2 separate regions of the Sus scrofa genome follow, and region 1 is linked to region 2. The links are chromatin contacts, called in public Hi-C maps. All regions are on one chromosome and are shown on one strand. The core of a region is the stretch at or near the end of the contact, and the rest is flanking DNA. Distances in the headings are between cores, read along the strand shown.

What was found. A called contact is a pair of places that touch in the nucleus more often than the background predicts.
Region 1: a Hi-C map of liver shows a contact between it and region 2, with 5 times the contacts expected there. The contact joins the promoter of MED13 here to the enhancer-like site in region 2. A contact is called at or near these places in 1 of 5 promoter capture datasets (liver) and 3 of 47 Hi-C or Micro-C datasets (embryonic fibroblasts, liver and skeletal muscle).

What each region holds. Positions count from the first base shown.
Region 1 is chr12:36,332,400-36,335,099 of Sscrofa11.1, reverse strand. It overlaps MED13 (mediator of RNA polymerase II transcription subunit 13), which reads right to left and starts at 1,359. Exons shown (of 31, transcript XR_002337203.1): 1 at 1,154-1,359.
Region 2 is chr12:36,297,292-36,299,991 of Sscrofa11.1, reverse strand. The region is part of intron 4 of LOC102157680 (a long non-coding RNA gene); the gene reads right to left. Among named protein-coding and RNA genes, the nearest start is that of MED13, 35 kb to the left of the region's middle. Within about 2 kb of position 1,336, at least 1 of the 83 cell types and tissues checked has an H3K27ac peak or open chromatin away from gene starts, as enhancers often do. A contact at or near this core is called in liver, where this site is marked.

The DNA.
Region 1 (2,700 bases), core at 110-2,609, 35 kb before region 2:
TTTTTTAGATAAAAATTAAAGATCTCAGTTTAGCATCGTGAAAAGAAATTCATTAGAGCGAACTTGTAATTCTGAATCTAACTTAAAGGTGCAAAGCGCAAGGTGCCAAAAATGAAACTGCTGATACATGACTGGCAGTTTACACTGGCCAACTAGTTGTGCTCCGCCCACTCAATTCACTTACCTATCACACACTCTCTTAATATTTCTCATAGGATAGGGAAAATGAAAAAAGAAAGTCACCTAAACTTTAAATCACTGATGAAGCTAAGTTACTATCCAATTGAAAACTAAATATTTGCAACAGTTGGTACTTTTGAAAGTCTTTATTGGATGTTCCCAGATCTGGGCCAACGTACACAATTATCATCCCTAAATCTAGCTTTCCCTGACTTTCCAATAAAAAAAGGAACAGCCCCCTCAAAATATGCTAAAAACGAAGGCAAATTAGACAAATACAAAAATATTTAGTGCAAAACCACAGCACCTCCTCCTCTGGTTCGCTCCACTCTCACAAACATAATGTTCTAATAAAAGCAAAATGGCTAAAAATTGTCAAAATGGCAAGTTGTTTTCAAAGTTTGAAGAAAAAACATATGAAATGGCATCTACTCCTTTTTACACAGAGCCTGAAGTCGCGCAAGGAAGAAACCAACCCCCCTATATAGTTTGACTCACAATAAAAAATGGACAACGAAAAGAGTGCTTAAGTTCCGGGGTCCGCTTTTTGGGGGGAAACCAGATGAGCAGAGTGAGACAGAAGGAGAACGGGCAATAATGGGTAAGTGTGAAGAAGGGATACACGGTCCATGAGGAGGAGAGCAACAGTTAAGCAAGAAACAGAGGGAAAGGCTAGTGTCCTGCCGGATAAGGAGCCCAAGTTAAAGACCAGACTACCAGAGGAGGGGGAAAAAGAGTCAGAAACGAGAAAAAGGGCCGACACTCGAAACACAGCGCCCGGGACCGCCGGAGAGGACCGCGGCCGCCGGGCTGGTGCCGAGCTGGCCGCCGCGCCGGCTCCGGCTCCGGCTGGGCCTAGCCCGGGGACTCCGGCATCTGGAACCGACCCGGACCCCCTCCCCCACGGCCCAAGGGCGCACCTCGCGGCCCCTCCCCCAACGCCCGCTCGCCGTGGCCCCCGCCCCGCACTCACCAGGCAGAAGAGGTTACAGTGACAATCTTCCAGGCTGGCCCCGTTCGGCACGAAGGAGGAACTCATCGTCCCTCACAGCAGCCGTCGCCGGCGCCACAACCCACCATCCGCCATTACCGCCGCCTCCGACCAGAGAGAGAAACACAGACACCGGGGAGGGCGGGGGGGTGGTGGTTGGGGGGCGGTGGAAGAGGAGGCCGCCGGGCCGCCCGCCCTCCCCACCCACCCCCCCGCCGCCGCGAGCAGTCCCCGCCGCCCGGCCGGCACCCAGCCGCCCGGGGCCGAGAGCCGGAGGCGGGAGGGCCGCGCCGCGCTCGCCCCGCGGGCCGGACTGCGGCCGCCGCGGAGCCCGCGGACGCCCGTCCCTCTCGGGGACAGAGGGGATGTGTGCCCCTGCCACAAGAAAATATAATAAATTACACAATAAATAATTAAAATCGAGTCCGAGAGGGCAGATCCCAGGCCCTGGAGGGCTCTCCCGGGCGGGGAGGCGCCCGCAGAGGGGCGGGAAGGGCGAGAACCGGGAGAGAAGCCCAGGCCCCCGACCCGGCAGCGGCGATGTCCTTAAGCCCAGAGTCTCCTCAGTGGCGGAGGTGGTGGCGGCGTCTGCGGGCTCAGACCATTCTCTGGCTGTGTCTTCGTGTCGTCCCTGGGCCAAGCCGGCCTAACGTCCGCTCTCCTGCGGCCTCACCGCCGGGACGCCGTAGTCTCCCCCATTTTGTGGGCCCAGCGGGCGGTGTTTTTCCCCCTTTAATCCGAATTCACGGGTTTTCCCTTCGCTTTAATGGCGGCCACAGGGACCAGCTCGCCCTCTCTGCTCGCCCATTGGCCGCCTGGAGGTCACGTGCGCCCGGGCTCCGTGGGGAGGGGGAGAGAGAAGGGAGCGAAGGAGAGCCGGGAAGCTTTCAGCAGAGGCGGTGAGCCCAGGGGGACTGGGCAGCCAGCTGGTGGCTACTAAGATAGCGCCATCTGCTGGGTGCCCCGGCCACCGTGAGATGACCCAGGGCCCTGGCCCTATCTTACTTCTTCCCGGGGAATTTACAGGGTTCACATAACAAATCTGGGAATTACGTTGAAATCCGTTTGAATTCCTTAGAAGTGTTGCAAAAATTCCTAGATCTTCTCCTTTATTCTACAAGGCCACTGGGGTGCAGCGCAAACCCGTGGGCCTGGGAGTTAGATCTGCGATAGGACTCAGCCGCTTGAAAGTTGTGATATTACGAACGAAACGTAAATGAAACAATATAGTCATGCGGCTAACAGCCTGGGAGTTAGAGCCCCACTGCTTGGGTTTGAAGCTTGAGAGAATCACTTACCTCTCTGTCTCAGTTTCCTCATCTGTAAAATGAGGAAAACATATCCCCTGCCTCACAGGGTTGTTGTGGTAATTGAATTAATACAAAGAAAGCAGGTAGACAAGTGCTGGGCACAGATATGCATTGTTTAGACTGATCTATTGTTGTTGTCATCATTACCTCATATGGTTATTGTAAGGAGTAAGTGAACCAGTGTATGTAAAGTGCCCATTAGAGTGTCATCTCCAGGAG
Region 2 (2,700 bases), core at 87-2,586:
GAGCTGTAGCCACTGGCCTACACCATGACTACAGCGACTCGGGATCCAAGCTGCCTCTGCGACCACCTACACCACAGCACATGGCAACGCTGGATCCTTAACCCACTGAGCAAGGCCAGGGATTGAACCTGCATCCTCATGGATATTGGATTCATTTCTGCTGAGCCATGACAAACTCCCATTATTCTTTTTAAAATAAAAAAAAAGTTAGGGGCAGGGGGTCATGCCCACAGCATGCAAAAGTTCCCGGACCAGGGAGTTCCTGTAGTGGCTCAGTGGTTAACGAACCCGACTAGTAACCATGAGGTTGCGGGTTCAATCCCTGGCCTTGCTCAGTGGGTTAAGGATCCGGCGTTGCCGTGAGTGCAGCTCACAGCTGTGGTGTAGGTCAGAGATACGGCTCGAATCCTGCATTGCTGTGGCTGTGGTGTAGGCCAGCAGCTGTAGCTTCGATTGGACCCTTAGCCTGGGAACCTCCATGTGCCACGGGTATGATCCTAAAAAGACAAAAGATTAAAAAAAAAAAAAAAAAGTTCCCAGGCCGGGGATCAAACCCACACCACAGCAGCAACCGTAGACATAGCTGTGACAATGCTAGATCTTAAACTTGCCACACTATCAGGGAACTGCAAGCATTCATTATTCTTGAAACTTTTTGTAATTCTGAAATGTTTTAATTTAAAAATTTAGGATTAAAAGTACAGTCAGTCCTCTACGGATACCAAAATCCACAGATGCTCAAGTCCCATGGTCAGCCCTCAGCATCCTTAGATGCAGACCCCATCATTATGGAGGGCCAACTGTATTCAGCTTTTACCTTAGTGTAATGCCTGCAGGTGGATCCAGGGACAGAGATAACACTGGTTGATGGGCTCTTGAGGATAGGAGGAATTCAATCAAAATGTTCAGCAGAGAGAGGACAGAGGGGCAGAAGAGGGCTTCTGGGCTCAGAGCCAATATCTTAGACCACAGGCTGTAAGTTTAGCTTGACTATGAAAGCCTTTGGAATCTATTGTGTTTGCCAGTGAAAGGCCTCAAAACAGGCAATTCCCAACTTACTAGTTTATTTGTTGGGCTGTTGTCTGGAACTGGGAACAAGTTTTCCTATAGAGACAACATTACAAATTGTGTCTCTGCCCAAAGGCCAGCCCACAAAAGCTTACAGAATTCTAAAGTACCTAAATATTGTACTACAACTACTAAAGACCCTGACTGAACAGTATTTCTGTGGGAAACGCGTATTTAGAGTTTTAGTGCCGGTGGTACATATTCCGCAGCCCTGAGAGTCCTCTGGACTCTTGACCTTATTCCCACAGTGCTGATTCTTATCAGAATGGCCCCATGTGAGGTGGAGGGCAGAGTAGTTGCTTTCTGTTGCTACAGGATTCAAGACGGAGTTCCAAGCAATTTATCTCCACGTATCCTGGCCCATGGTCTAAATTTAGCCTCCCAAGCACAAGAAGGAGCCTCTTATTTGTACATGTCTTATACACCCTGCCACAAGCTGACACAAACTCTGTCCTATCAGGGACCTCATATGCACATCTCTGTGACATTAGGGGAGACAATTTAGAGTCCTCATTTCTTGGGAGAAATGGTGTGGAAGATTAATTGATTGGGACAAATACAATCCCCGAAACAACGGGAGGGAGGATAAGCCTGGGAGAGCCTTTGGGCTTTTCCGAGAAAGAGCAGGCTACTTTATCTATTGATTCCTGGTCCAAAGAGGTCCCATTCATGCCTTTCCTGGACCAAAATTAACCTTCTCAAAAGGAAGGACAAGTTTCCCTCAGATCCAGAGTTAGATAAGGCATCATAGCAGTTGAAGACTTGCTTGTCTCCTTCCCAACTTTGATTTACCTTGATCGAAACAGCTCTACACCATTGAAACCAATGCCTTTAACAGTACCGTGAGGGCCATGCTGCTCAAATAGAAGAGAGTCATGGCTCTGGCAACAATCAATACACGTGGAAGAAGTTGGCTGGTTGATATCAACCACCTGATTTTAGAATGGGAATCATTTATCAGCAGTGCTACCTCAGAGGTTTGAAAGCATGAAATTAGATAAGGGTATCCAGTATCCGTGACAAGGTGCTTGGACTTCCAGAGCCTGGAGCAATTGACACAGACCCAAGCGAGCCCTGGTTTCTTTGAGTGTTTTGACTTTACTGTCTCTTATAAACTAGACAGTGAAATGGCCAGGTGGGTTTTCTATTTCAAAGTACCAGGAAATAGAGAAAGCATCTCTACTCTTGGCAATCCTCCTGGGGCAACAACTAATAGAAGCAATCCAAAGTCTGATGTTCATGGCGCCTGGTATAGGCACCCAGCATAGAATTGGAGTCACCCAGGAGTAACCTAGGGAGACTCTGAAAGCTGTGAAGCCCCTTCACCAGGACCAGTGGCTGTGTTTCACAAGAAGAGAGCCCTGTCACAAGTACTTTGACTTACTATAAGGGTACATCAATTCTCACCTTATATCACACCTCAAAAGGAAGTACTGCTAATTTAAAGTATTAAATATAACATAAAATCTTAAAATACTGCAAGAAAATGCAACAAGATAAAAGATAATACTCATCTTGGAGTTCCCATTGTGGCGCAGCAGTAATGAACCTGACTAGTACCCATGATCCCTGGCCTTGCTCAGTGGGTTAAGGATCCAGCGTTGCTGTGAGCTGTGGTATAGATGGCAGACA